4 separate regions of the Mus musculus genome follow, and all the other regions are linked to region 1. The links are chromatin contacts, called in public promoter capture Hi-C maps. All regions are on one chromosome and are shown on one strand. The core of a region is the stretch at or near the end of the contact, and the rest is flanking DNA. Distances in the headings are between cores, read along the strand shown. Region 1 holds the start of Zbtb24 (zinc finger and BTB domain containing 24). Region 2 holds the start of Afg1l (AFG1 like ATPase). Region 3 holds the start of Sec63 (SEC63-like (S. cerevisiae)). Region 4 holds the start of Gtf3c6 (general transcription factor IIIC, polypeptide 6, alpha).

The links. Promoter capture Hi-C pulls out the DNA fragments that hold promoters and counts their contacts.
Region 2: a contact with region 1 is called in a promoter capture Hi-C map of pre-B cells, with 4 times the contacts expected there. The contact joins the promoter of Afg1l here to the promoter of Zbtb24 in region 1. A contact is called at or near these places in 4 of 39 promoter capture datasets (embryonic stem cells, liver and pre-B cells) and 2 of 9 other capture datasets (adipose tissue and pancreatic islet).
Region 3: a promoter capture Hi-C map of liver shows a contact between it and region 1, with 4 times the contacts expected there. The contact joins the promoter of Sec63 here to the promoter of Zbtb24 in region 1. A contact is called at or near these places in 4 of 39 promoter capture datasets (hippocampal neurons, liver and pre-B cells) and 3 of 115 datasets of contacts at active chromatin or transcription factors (double positive thymocytes, embryonic forebrain and pancreatic cancer cells).
Region 4: a promoter capture Hi-C map of liver shows a contact between it and region 1, with 3 times the contacts expected there. The contact joins the promoter of Gtf3c6 here to the promoter of Zbtb24 in region 1. A contact is called at or near these places in 4 of 39 promoter capture datasets (embryonic stem cells, liver and pre-B cells), 1 of 484 Hi-C or Micro-C datasets (uterus) and 2 of 115 datasets of contacts at active chromatin or transcription factors (astrocytes and embryonic stem cells).

The regions. Positions count from the first base shown.
Region 1 is chr10:41,448,600-41,451,797 of GRCm38.p6, forward strand. Zbtb24 (zinc finger and BTB domain containing 24) reads left to right here and starts at 1,759. Exons shown (of 7, transcript NM_153398.3): 1 at 1,759-1,931; 2 at 2,490-3,198. The coding sequence starts at 2,521.
Region 2 is chr10:42,476,504-42,480,063 of GRCm38.p6, forward strand. Afg1l (AFG1 like ATPase) reads right to left here and starts at 2,062. Exons shown (of 13, transcript NM_145743.2): 1 at 1,760-2,062. The coding sequence starts at 1,898.
Region 3 is chr10:42,760,168-42,763,787 of GRCm38.p6, forward strand. Sec63 (SEC63-like (S. cerevisiae)) reads left to right here and starts at 1,329. Exons shown (of 21, transcript NM_153055.3): 1 at 1,329-1,721. The coding sequence starts at 1,598.
Region 4 is chr10:40,255,906-40,259,515 of GRCm38.p6, forward strand. It overlaps Gtf3c6 (general transcription factor IIIC, polypeptide 6, alpha), which reads right to left and starts at 1,807. Exons shown (of 6, transcript NM_026113.5): 1 at 1,674-1,807; 2 at 1,308-1,388. The coding sequence starts at 1,754. Rnu3a (U3A small nuclear RNA) reads left to right here and starts at 2,563; the gene lies at 2,563-2,774.

The sequences.
Region 1 (3,198 bases), core at 509-3,008:
TTAGATATGGAAAAGAAGGAGGAAAAATTCTGGATAACCCATTTATTTCACTATTTCCTCTATTAGCAATCTTACTCATAAAAGGGTATAATCTATGCTCTAATAATATTATCATCAATATCTTCAACACTCTAGATTTTTGCTATGAGCTGACATTTTAAATTCTTCAAATTTCAAAGTAATAAATATTTTGAGCATTTTAAATCTTGTTGGCTTTCATTTTATTAACCTACATCTTCACCTAATATTAACCTACATCTAGCTGTGAGCATCTCACATTTGGTTTGGCCACCTCAGCCTTGTCCAACCAGCCTTTTCTGACAGTCTTCCTCAGAGTGGTTCCTGGTGACCAGCTCCGAGTGACACTCTTACCGATAACCAGTTTCTCCTTTAAATAGCAGCTTATTCGATAAATTTGATCTAGTTTTGGCTCTGTGGAGTTTTTATTGCATTGTTTTTACTGCAATTCTTTCAGCAGAAAACCAAACAAAAACCTATGTGAAAGCAAAGTTGAAAGACTGACCCTTGTTCTTTCTGTCTTTTTATCATTATTATCATTATCATTATTATTATTATTTTCCTCTCGGTGCTGAGGGCAGAATCCAGAACCCAGTGCTCTATCACTGAACAAAATCCCCAATCCCACAACCACCCTTGTTCCTTCTGGAGTGCAGAAGTCAAGCAAAGCTCTCCTGGCATCCCACTCGGACGCCCACATATCTGACCGATTTCGAGGGAGCTCTGGATAGAGTGCACTAGATAACTCTGTAAAGATAAGGGGGAAACCACAGAGCTCATACCTGTGTGGTATGAGCTGCTTTTGTGAGACCCCAACTTAGAGCGTTTCTCCCTGGAAGGTAAAGCCCCTAGACGTTCCCCAAGCTTGTTTTCCCTGATCTCTAATGCGGAGACACTTAGGGAGACACTTCGTCCTCAGCTAGCTGATAATAAAACCTCTTGCAGTTTGCATCAGGTGTGGTTTTCTCTCGGGACACTGGGGTGCTGGCCAGCTCATCCCGGGACTTGAGCGGAGGCCCAGCTTTGGGGGTCTTACACTTTTAATAAAAACTAGTAAGAAAGAAAGAGTCCGGCTGGTAATTCCATCTTTAGTTTCCAAATTGTGGGCAATATAGATGGCAAATTTATAATCTGGAAGTGGACAAAGTAGAGATAATTAGGTACACGCGATGCATAAACGCTGAGCGGAAGCTGCTGGCACAGTTGGAGTAGGTCCGGAACGAATCTGAGCGGGACTTAGGAGCATTGGTCCGGAACACAGAGCCACAGCAGATCCTACCCAGGTTTTTATTTAGAGAACTCTCCCATACCCATAGGTCTCAGAGGGAGCGACACTGTCCTGAGACAACTGAAACCCTCAATAGTCTCTCAGAAGTGCCATAAATCTAAATAAAAACAGCGGTCGTTTCGGTCTTTTTAGCCAAGCCAAGCACTTACTAAGCTCATTCTAACCGTACCAGGTAGGTTAACACCTCCATTTTATGGATAAACACAGAGCTGAGGATGAGTAACTTGGGAAGGAAAGCGAGGAAGAGGATTCATTCAGGAGGTAAATATCTGCTGATTGAAGCCACCGCCGTCTTTATGCTCAGCATCTAATCAGCGGATGTGGTGTCTACTGAGGTCTAAAGGAAACTCAGCGGGGTAACTGGAGGTAAATTTCCGCAGATTGGCAGGTTTCCGCACCAGACCCTCCCTTTCCGGATTCCACAGCAAAGCCCGCCCTCGGGGCGGGGCTCCGGGGTCACGTGATGCTACGGCCCTTGTGCGCGCTTCCGGGTTGACAGACGCCGGGAGTCCGGAGCTACAGCGTAGTGGTGGCGGGGGCGGGGACCGGCGACAGGCCCGGTTAGTGCCCTCTGGGCAGCCGGGTGGGCTGACCGTAGCAAGTCCCTGCGGGGCGGCCCTGACAGGTAGGTCCGCGGCCGGTTGGTTCGGCCCGGGGCCTTGGGCCGCGGAACGTCCGCGGGACTCAGGCCCCAGGCCTGGGACGGAGCTCCGGGCGCCGCTGCTCAGAGCGGGGCCTCTGAATCCGCGCGTTATTTCACCGTAGATCTCCCTTGCGTGGGTTCGTTCCCATATTTCTCATATATGTTCCTATAGTCGAAACAGCTATTCCGTGTGTAGCATCGAGGCAGCACACCCCCAACTCCAACTTTGTGCCGCCACACTTTGAAAGTTTAATTACAAAGTTAACGGACCGGAGGGCCGTACAGACTTTTGAACCCGTTCTCTAATTTCCAGAGGAAATTCCCCACCGTAAGAGGTTATGTGGGTACTGGAGAGGCATCCAGCAGGGTAGCCGCAACAAGGGGAGGAACCCAAGGCTTGGCTTTCCAAGTAGAGTGTAGAAGGTGATAATGTAAAAAAAAAAAAAAAAAAAAAAAAAAAACTGGGTTGTGACAGCTGGAACACGAACAGTCTAGTTAGGCAATACTTCTTCCTAAATAAACATTGATTTTTTATTTCAGATTTAAGCCTCTTCAGAGTCTTCTGGAGAAAATGGCAGACACAACCCCGGAGCCTTGTGGGCAGCTTATGGTACACTCAGACACTCACAGTGACACTGTGCTGGCCAGTCTGGAGGATCAAAGGAAGAAGGGCTTTCTTTGTGATATTACTTTAATCGTGGAGAATGTGCATTTCCGAGCCCATAAAGCCTTGCTGGCCGCCAGTAGCGAGTATTTCTCAATGATGTTTGCGGAAGAGGGCGAGATTGGCCAGTCTATCTACATGCTGGAAGGCATGGTTGCAGACACCTTTGGCATCCTGCTGGAATTTATCTATACAGGTTATCTACATGCCAGTGAGAAAACGACAGAGCAGATCCTGGCTACTGCTCAGTTCTTAAAAGTCTATGACCTGGTAAAGGCATACGCAGACTTCCAGGATAACCATAGCGCCCCAAAGCCACCAGCTTTGAACTGCACTGGGACGCCAGTGGTGGTTATTTCCAATAAGAAGAACGATCCTCTGAAACGGAAACGGGGAAGACCAAGAAAAGCCAATGGTTTGCAGGAAGGGAGATCAGAACTGGCTGCAGAGGGAGAGCTGCAGCTGAGAGTGAACAATTCAGTTCAGAATAGACAAAACTTTGTGTTTAAAGAAGAAGACAGTGTCAAGCTGAGTGAGCAGACTCCAGAAGACAAGGAATCAGAGCCTGCTGGTGAGCCAGGAAGC
Region 2 (3,560 bases), core at 812-3,311, 1.0 Mb after region 1:
GTTGTCACGTTTCTACCTACACACCACTGGCTAATATGATTTCTTGGTTGTTGTTAGACCTGAACTCACTATGTAGCACAAGCCAGTCTCAAATCTGCTGTGATAGTCTAGCCTCAGGATCAGCACCTGAGCCCTGGAACAGAGGGCCCCTTTGCTGTCTGAGAAAAGGCTTTCCCTTAACTATTAAGAGGGTTAAAACTGGCCTGGTGGTGGCACACGCCTTTAATCTCAGCACTCGGGAGGCAGAGGCAGGAGGATTTCTGAGTTCGAGGCCAGCCTGGTCTACAAAGTGAGTTCCAGGACAGCCAGGGCTATACAGAGAAACCCTGTCTCAAAAAACTAAAAAAAAAGAAAAGAAAAAAAAGAACTGAACCTATAGCTCTGTGGCAGAAGGGTGGCCTAGTGCACAGGAGACCTTGGGTTCAAAGCACAGTACTGCTGAAAATCAAGCCAAATCCTGCCCTTCCTGTCCTCATGGTCTCTCCCAAGGCTTCCTTCCTGCCTTTGTTTAAGCCAGCTTTGTAAATGAAACTTCAAACAAGAGGGGAAAAAGAAATAACCCTCCTGGGGTTATTTCTTGATGGCGGGTGTGGGGGGGGGGAGTAAAGAAAGGGGCAGAAACTGTAATCCAGACTCAATTAATGAGATTTATACTTCAGCATTTCTCTTGTTTATAAAATAGAAAGGAATATTTTTTACTTTACTTATTTTGTGTGTGTGTGTGTGTGTGTGTGTGTGCGCGTGCGCGCGCGCAAGAGAGGACAAGTGGTGGGTGTTGGTACTTCCCCTCTGCCATATGGGTCCTAGGGATTGAACTCAGGCTTGATAGCAAGGCCCTTTGCTAAGTGGGCCATGTAAAGCTCACAGTCTGGTATTTATTTCAATGACTGAGGGGGGAAAAAAACCTATCTTGAGACGATGAGAATCGGCATTTGCATATATATACTCTGTTAAATTATATCCGATTTTGAAGGTATATAAAGAAGCTCTTGGAGATGAGGAAAGGTGACTGAGGAAGACCATGAGAATAACGTCGTTCATTTGAAAATATCTGCTCATCAGACACCAATCACCATCCTACGTGCCAAGGAAATAAGGACACAGGGTTTGCTGTCTTTTGAGAAACCAGTCCAGTGAAGAGAGGTAAAATTAGCACTTCTGGGAAAGAGCAGCAGGAGGTTCTCAAGTTCGTGGCCAGCCTGTACCACACAGTGAGACCACGTGATTGTAATTTGGCTAACCACTCATTCACAGACACATGACAGTAGAACGAAAGAATCGAAGGTCAGGGGCAAAACAGATAAATGACAGACAAACAGACAAAGTGATGCCCTAGGAATTTAAGACTGCATCGAGAAAATGGGCGGGGAGGGGGCATAGGGTCCCTGACTGACATGACCATTAAGTCCATCACCAGCCTTAAGAGCCCAGATGGGTTGGGGTGAAAGGCTCCCCACACACCAACCCCATCTTGCTTACCCCCATCCCTCCAAGCCGGGCTCTTGCACACCTGCCCTCTCCAGGCCTGGGTTACCTGGGGAAGAACTGGGTTGGCCTCTGACCCTCAAATGGAAGTTACTCTGGGCAGCTGCCTGAGGCGCTCAGCGCTCTTTGGGGCAACGAGATGCAAAAGGTCAATAGACACGAACTCGTCTCTAGGATCCTTACAACTTGTGAAGCCACGGGTGCAGCTGGGAGGGATCAGACAGTGGGGTGACCCCAGGGCCTTGCGCGGCCCGCTCGTGACACGGTCACTGACCTTTCCACAGGGGTTTCCCAGGGCCAGGGGCCGGAGGAGGGATTGCGACGACCCGCGCCCCGCACCCAACACCTCTCCCAGTCAGCCGGCTGCGCGCGGCGGAGCGCAGAGTAACCAAGGGCGACCAGGAGGCCGCCATCTTGAGCTCCGTACAGGGAGGAAAACTTTATTGTAACCCAGAAGACGCGACGGAGCAGCCGGGTGCTGTGGCGCTCCAGGAGGCCACGCCTGAAAATGAGAGAGCGTTAAAGAGAGATGACCTCAAGCTTAGAAAGGCTGCAACGCCTGCCCTTCACGCCTTCCGGTGGGCCTTGGGACTACAAGTCCCGAGAGGCCTCGCGCCTTGAGGGGGCGTGTCCTGACAGTCGCGGGTGCGCCCCACCCCGCTGAGAGGCGGCTAGAACCAACTCTCCACCCCGCCCCCACTGAAACCCTAGTTCTCCAGGCCTGAGAAACCAATTGTAGCTTGTAGTAATAATCGTGAACCTTCTAAGACCGCATAATATGAAGGTGACCAAGAGGTATATATTATACCTCGTCCAATCTGCTATAATATAGCCTCAATTTACTTTTCTTTCGGTGTCCAACGTGTCTCTGAAGGGTACCTGAAATGTGTTTCTGCCACTTTCTGTTTGAGCTGTTGAGTAATAGAAATTATCTTCTATATAGCACATGTTTTCATGCTTTGAAGAAGCTTATAAGTGGGACAGGAAAGCCAAAGGGCCCAGACTGACAGCTGGTGGATGTGGCAGTCATGGGATGGTGTGACCACTTGAATTTGCGACTGCCCTCATTTGAGGCTGGCGACCCTTTGGCTAGATGAACGCTGCAGCTAAAGACAATAGTGGGATCAAGGAGAGAGCACTGTTGTGGAGGAGTACGGAGATTATATTTTTGTCTAGGTGTGTGTGTCCTATATTGAAAGCGATTCTTCTGGAGGCCAGAAGTGGGCATTGATCCCCCCAGAGCTGGCTGAGATTAAAGGCAGCTGTGGGCCACTCAACGTGGGTGCTACGAACCAAACCCTTGTCGGCTGCATAAGTTACACATTATTTAAACAGTTGAGCCACTTCTCTAGTCCATACAAGATTAACTTTTAACAAAAGACAAAGACCTTCCCAGGGGTTGTCGGGTGGTGTTCAGCTGATAGAGTGTTTGCCTAGTTAGCAGGAAGCCCAAGATTCACCAGTCTGGGAAGAAAAAGCACAAACAGCAATCCTAGCATTTGGGAAATGTAGACAGCAGGGTTAGAAGTCCAACTACATAGTTACATCCTTAAAAATAAATAAAACAACAACAACAACAACAAAAAAGTAAACCCTTCAACCGTGGATCATATCTAAAAGACCTGAACATTTAGCTGGGAATTATGGAAAACAAGAAAGTCTAGCATTCCTAGGAAGGAGGAAACAAAGTTTCAATTGTGTGACCAAAAAAGAGAACACTAAGAAGAATTCCAGGAAACCAAATTGTGGTCACCAGAAGAGGAATTCTGAAGAAACAGGAAATGGAAGGTGTAGTATGGCAGAGTAACTTCAAGCCTTTTCTCTGCTAATATGTCAAAGTATGTACCCACCCCGATGGGACTGAAGATAGTCTAAAGAGACACTTGTGTCTTCTTTCCCTTTGGCTATTGCACTACTGAAACAATGGCCCTAAGAAATCAAACTGCTCCCAAGAATCCCACGCTGGGACAAGGAAAAGGTTGAAGCCTGGTGCCAACCAGAAAAGGGAGAAGCTGGGCTCCCGGAAGTGACGTCACACGGTTCAGACAGTGCAGAACCAGCTTGTAGGACACACT
Region 3 (3,620 bases), core at 79-2,578, 1.3 Mb after region 1:
AAAAAGAAAAAAAAAAAAACACCCCCCCCAACAAAAAGCAAAGTAAACAAAACAACAACAAAACGGGCAGTTAAGAGCACTGAATGCTCTTCTGAAGGTCCTGAGTTCAAATCCCAGCAACCACATGATGGCTACAGTGTACTCATATACATAAAAATAAAAAATGAATCTTAAAAAAAAATACAGCAGAATGTTTGTACTTGCGCGGTAGCTTCTCTTTTTAAAGATATTGCACAGTTTCCTTTACTATTCACAGCGGTCCTGTGTAAAGTGCCCTGTGTCCTCTTGATCCACAGAGGGCAGTGCAGACACTGGGACCCACCCTGCTAAGGCCACCACTGGACTCTGGTGGGATCTTTGCAAGGTTAGAGGACTATCCTGCAGTTCAGCTGACTCCAGCTTGAGATTCGGTGGCCAGGAGCAGAGAGTGACTGCCTCTTCAGATTGCCCACAGGTTGCAGGGGAGTGCCAGCGGCTCTTTGGGGCGTCAGAGCGATCTGGGTTTGGATCCTCAAGCCCTGAGCAAACCCAAACCATTGAGCGTTACCTCTGGAAAATGTTTTGAGTCTGAATTTTCTCATCAATAGAGCATATATGACATTGGTTCTCAATATGTGGGTCCTGACCCTGTTAAGGGGGAGTTATCAAAAGACCGTTTTAGAGGGAGTATATATATCATGCACATCATATATTTACATTACAATTCGTAACAGTAGTAAAATTACAGTTATGAACTAGAAATGAAAATAATTTTACGGTTCGGGGTCACGACAACATGAGGGACTGTATTAAAGTGTGGCAGCATTAGGAAGGTTGAGAGCCACCGATCTATATTTTGCTTTATTTCATGTTTTACTGACAAATTGAAGACATGATCGCTTGGGTCACAGAAAGCATTAGTGAACTGGCAGCTCCAAATACCAAGGCTTTGGAACTCTGAGGAGTTCCTTGCTCCCTATTCTTTTCATTTATTTATTTTTCCTTGCTCCCTATTTTAATGGCACTTGTTTCCATGAGGTTCACGTGGAGGAAAAGTGAGAGGGATAGGAGAGAGTGGAGAGGTTTGGCAACCTCGCTTAGGTTGCAAAAGCTCAGGTCCCAATCGCACCTAGGACGCTCGCCTCTGCTCACTGCTTGGGGGACCCTGGCAAGAAAGCTCCTGGAATCCGGGAAGGGTGCTGGGAAGGAAAGCCTGGTAAGCAGGGGGCGGGACCCGGGGGCGGGCTTATGGAAAACAGAGGGCGTGGTCCGTGGCTCAGGGGCGGGGCCGCGGGCGGGGTCCAACAGAGTTTCTTTGCTGCGCGCGCCACGTCTCCCTCAGTGAGCGTGTGGAGGAGACGGCCGGGGAGGGAACAGCCGCGTGGGGCGGGAACTAGCTCCTCTCGCGAGAGTTGGCGACGGCCGCGGCGGCGGCGGCGGCGTGTCCGTGAGAGCGGCGTGGGGGCGGGGAGGAGAGCGGCGGCGGCGGCGGCGGCGGCGGCGGTAGCGGCGTCCGAGCTACGCCACACGGGGCCGGGGCGCTGGGAGCCGGGAGCCGGAGCGCAGCGCGGGGTCGTGGCGACGGCGGTGAGGGGAGCGCGGCGGAGGAGGCGGAGCCATGGCGGGCCAGCAGTTCCAGTACGATGACAGCGGGAACACCTTCTTCTACTTCCTCACCTCCTTCGTGGGGCTCATCGTGATCCCCGCCACCTACTACCTCTGGCCGCGAGACCAGAACGCGGGTGAGTCCCGTCGGCGGCCCGCTCTGGCGCGCTCGGGCGGACGCTCCGCTCCGCTCTTCTCCGCTCCGCTCCGGGCCGCGCCGTCCTGCCCGCCGGTGCTGCTCCGCGTCCCAGGGACGCCGCCTGGGCGGCGGGGCCTGAGGGCCGCTGTCCACGGGGCCGGAGCTCGGCGGCGATTTCCGGGGCTGTCCGCCCGCCTGCGTGGTCCGCGGGAGTTTGGCGGGGATCCGATCCGCATTGTTCTGGACGCCCCTCGCCTGCCGCCTCTTTGTCTCCCCAGCCTCGGCTTTGTTGGGTGTTCTTTCTGGAGGGAGCGGGCTGGGCTGGGACGGGGGGCGAGAGAAGAGTTGGCCGAGGGGGAATAAGAGCGTGTGGGCACAACTCCGCATCCTTCGCTCCCGTCACCCTTTCTCCCTCTTGTCCCGGTGTCCCCGCTGCAGCTGTTGGTACAGATGTTTGGGGGCACCCCTAAGCTGGGTGTCATGTTTGGGACTTCCAAGTGAGCTCACCAGCAGCCCACCCCGTCACTTCCTCCGGTTGCTTTTTTCATTTGTTCAATCACATCGTGGGGGTTGGAGAGCGCTGCCGTTATTCCTTTTATAAAAGCACAAATAGGATTTTCTCCGTTTCCTTTCCTCTGGAGTTTCCTGTTTACAACGGAAAAGTGCAGGCATGAAGGATTAAGCGGGATTCGTTGATGGAAGGAGGTAGTTGGTGGGGTCGCAAGCTCCTTTGCTTTTAGTTCTCGAGTCTTTCCACATTAAAGGTCGCGTCAGAACGCAACCCAGTGCAGTTTCCGGGGATGTTAGGTTTAAGATTGTAATGTTGGATTCTGTGTTGCACTTTACTAAGACATATGGCACCGGTTATTCTTAAAGCTGATGGCACTTACAGCAAGCGCCTAATGGGTTATTTCTGGTGGTGGTAACCATAATTAGTAGGTTTCGAGTATAACAGCGGCTCTGGGGGAGAGCGTTCTGTGTCTGCTAAGTTGCTTTTAGGTTGGGTGTGGTGATGATCTAAGTTGTCTAGGTTGTGCACTGCAGCTTGGGAAGAATTGTTAGCAGTGAAGCTCAGGACTTGTTACACTTTGAAGAGAGAGTTCAATGTCCTATAAAATTATCTAGTTTCATAATAGAACTCAAGTAAATTTAAGATAAAGAGCAAGCAACACTTGCATCTCTTTTGTACATTTCACAATAAGCGGAGTAGCAACAATTTACCCAAAGTTACTAGCCTCCGTCGTTTCTCATTCTGGGTTGCTTTATGAAATTTTCACTTCGGACTCTTGAGTTCTGTGTTTCCAAGTTTGTTTAGATATATATATATATATTTTTAAATCAGTGGCTGTATGTACTTTTGGTGTCATAATACAGAAAATGTTTTTTTTTTTTCCTTGACTGCTCGCCCACTTAAGCCAATTTTTTCAGTATTTTAAGTTAAATGCCCAGTGTGATGGCTCACAAATATTATTCCAGGCCTTTGAGAGGTGGAGGCAGGATGATTAATAAGAGTTCAAGGCCACTGACATAGGCTGCATAGTGAGTTCAAAGTCAGTCTGGCAACCTGAGAGATGTCCTCTCAGAAATAGGCCGGCAAGATGGCCCAGCAGGTAAAGGGCCCTGGCGCTTACCTGGCAACTTGATTCAGCTCCTTGGAACTACAGGTTGAAAGGAAAAACTGACTCTTAAGTAGTCCTCTGACGACCTCAGAGGACTACATCCACTCCCATACTTAGTGATTAAATAAAAAGAAAAAAAGAAACAAAAGCAACAAGGAGGGAGGGCCCACTTTTCAGTAGTCATTTGTTCACTGCTTTTAGAAGATAAAGGGGTGTTGGGATGGTGGGTTGAATATAAGGTCTTCTTTAAAAGGTGGTGAGGAACTTGGTATGGGACG
Region 4 (3,610 bases), core at 557-3,056, 1.2 Mb before region 1:
TTGACCAGAGTGAGCAGAGGTCCTAAATTCAATTCCCAACAACCACATGAAGGCTCACAACCATCTGTACAACTACAGTATACTCATATACATAAAATAAATAAATAAATCTTTAAAAAAAATGTCCACCATGCCTGAGTGGACTTTCTGTTGTCGTTTTGAGACGGGGTCTCTCTGTGGGTCTGTCTGTCTGTCTTAGAACTTGCTATGTACACCACACTACTCATCTCTGATTGGCATGTTGGGGTAAGTGGCAGAAATTAACCTGTTTAAATATTTGAAGCCAAGGATTTTGCCCAAAAATTTTGATAACAGCTTTATCCCCCATCCCTACCCCCATCCCCCAAAGACAGGGTTTCTCTGTGTAACAGCCCTGACTGTCCTGGGACTCACTCTGCAGACCAAGCAGGCCTCAAACTTAAGAGATCCGTTTGCCTCTGCCTCATGAGTGCTGGGATTAAAGGTATGTATCATCATCAGGCAATAACGTAATATTTTAAACTGTGTCTTCTCCAGGCATTTTGAAGACAGGGCTTTCTGTAGATCAAGGTGGCCTAGAACTTACTATATCATTAAGGATGACAATGAGCCAGGCGGTGGTGGCGCACGCCTTTAATCCCAGCACTTGGGAGGCAGAGGTAGGCAGATTTCTGAGTTCGAGGCCAGCCTGGTCTACAAAGTGAGTTCCAGGGCATTCCGGGGAGTTGGGGGGTAGGATGACAATGAACTTCGGATCCGCCTGCCTTGGGCTCTCCAGTGCCGGCATTACAGGTGTGCACCAGGACAGCCTGCTCTCATGCTATTTTTTCCTAATTGGCTTGTGAGGAGTGAGCCAAAGACACACCAAAGGCATGGTGAAGCAGGTGACATGGGTACTTGGTGACCGGCCGGGCAACACTGCATACATATCCACACTTAGACCAGAGTCTGCGTCCAGACTAGTACACTCAACTGTGGTACTATTGGAGGATAGAACTGAGGCCACGCCCACTACAAGGAAGGCAGGCACTGCTTAACAGCATGGATTAGGCTTTGTCCTGAAAGTCCCCCAGAAGTTTCATACAAGGTGTTTTGCTCTTTCTCTCCAGCCACACATTCAGACAGTGAAGAAGAAGCAGTCAGGCATTTTCTCTGCTCCCATAGAATCCCTCCCTTGTAACCTACTCTTCTGGTATGAGCCTGGAGCGTTTGATCACTGCTTTGTAAGGTGGGATGAACGTCTCTCTCTTTGTGGACAAGCATATCACCTTTTAGTCTTGTTTTAACTTTAAGAAAATCTACAACATTCCCCGAATTCTAAGACTCACCAAAATCTTGCATTTATTTTCACATTTGGAGAGAAAGTCTGAATCAATGATTCCTGACAATTCTACCAGAACAAACTGCTCCTGGTGGAAGAAAGCAAAGTTAATAAGGTAGACAAGGGGCAGTAAATAAGAAATGCCCCAAATTTCTCTGTGAAAACTCGATCCAGTTTCTGGTGGAAACCGATTCTTTCTAGAATGGGTAAACCAGAACTGAAGCTAGCCCTCCACGGCTTCTCGGGCTTCGGAAAGCCAGCGAGCTGTCTACCGGCCTCCCTCCCTCCGTCCGCATCCCAGACTCCCTTCCCCACCCAGGGGTGGCTCAACCAAGACCGCCCGCGCCGCAGGCCTCTGACCCTCGCTTACAACCTCCTCTAGCTCCTCTTCCTCCTCCTCCAAGTCCTCCCAAATGGGATCCACTGCCGCCGCCATAGCGTTCGGAGACGCCATCACTGGCCACGCCCCCTGTGGATGCCATTTTGGATACGGGCAGCGGCGTCCGGCTTCCGGCCAGAAAGCAAGATGGCGACGCCAGGCTTCCGTAAGTGGGTCCCACGTGGAGACTCGACACGCTCCGAGCTTCGGGAATTTAGGGTATTTAGCCCCACTTTGAAGAACGTGGCTCATAGAGCTCAGGCTACACTGAACTCAGTAAGTAGCTGAGGATGAGCGTAATCAACTGCCTCCACTATAAAACAAAACCTCACGTTTATTGTCTGCCGAAGGAGACTAGAGGATCAATGGTGGCCTCCACTTTTCATCCCAACATCTAAGGACGCGGGAGGGAGAGGATTAATGCAAATTCTAGGCCAGAGTGGCTACTTAGTTAACACAAACCCAGCAGTGACGCTACTGGGACAGGGTGGAATTCAGACCGCAGAGGACACAAATCAACACCCATCTTAAGTAAAACGCAGCCTGAGGAGCCGCACCCACCCTTTAAAACTGGTCCGGAAGTGATTTTCTTAGGATGACTGAAGACACTGGCGTGTGATTGGCTATTATCCTCAATATGTTAATTATGAACTTGATTCTGAGTTAGTTTACAAGTCATAAGTATTCAGAATGAGTTTTTGTTTTTGTTTTTTTTTTTTGCAAAATAATATACGAACACAGCTTCGAAAGTGCATGTGTATGGTATTCCTTAGGAGAATATTACGGGGTTTTCGCGGGGGGGGGGGGGCGGGTGGGGAATGTCACCATTAGTTAAAAATGTGCTGTCAGAGGTGGCCTCGCGGCGGCTGGCAACGCTAAACTAAGACTATACTTTCAGGGATCATTTCTATAGTTTGTTACTAGAGAAGTTTCTCTGACTGTGTAGAGCACCCGAAACCACGAGGAGGAGACAGAGTGTCCTTTCCTGAGCGTGAAGCCGGCTTTTAGTGCTGCATTTTGCAACTGCTATCTGCCATTGATGATCGTTCTCAACTCTCTTGAGGGTTGAGAGGGAGAGGACACAGTCTGAGTGGTTTCTTTTATATTTAGTTGAAAGTTAGAGTAGATGCTTTGGTCCTGAGCTACTAAATGGATATCTTTCCTCTTGTATTTTACATGGCTTATACTGTGTAGCCCGGTCATTCCTCTCTGTATGGTCCCAGACGACCTCCAACTCAAGTTCTGCTTTCTGCCTGCCTCAGCCTCCTAAGTGCTGGGGTTTAGGGTGTTCACTACAGCCTGGCTGACCTGCCTTTCTTGTTCTTAGTATGAATGTAGTTATAATGTTCACGAGACCATTAACTGCAAGAAAAATTTTAAGTGCTTATGAACAACAAAACAGGAAAGAATTTTGTCCTATTAGTAGTTGTGTGTGAAGTAAACTTAGGTCTTCTGCAAGCATGACTGAAGCTCCTTGCAGAGGAAAAAAAAATCTATGAGGAAGGCTATTAACCTGAACTAGTAAATAAAGAATATTAAATGTGATAGTGGTCGCAATATTAAGACACTGCCACTAGGAGGCGACAAGTGATTTAACAATCTGCTCCTTCTTGCTCTTTTACTTGGAAAACTTATATGAGAATTTTTATTTTCTCCTTTTTGTTGTTGTTGTTGTTGTTGTTTTAGTTTTTCGAGAGGGTTTCTCTATGTAACAGTCCTGGCTGTCTTGAAACTCGTTTTGTAGACCAAGCTTTCCTCGAGCTTACAGAGAGCTTCCTGCCTCTGCTGGAATTAAAGGTATACACCACCATACCAGGCTTAAAAATATGTTTTATAGCAGAGTTCTTGTAAAAGAGCCTTTAGAGGTAACATCTTGTCTCAGAAATGAACATTTTGCACTTACATAAGAGTAAGATACAGTAAGTTTTTGT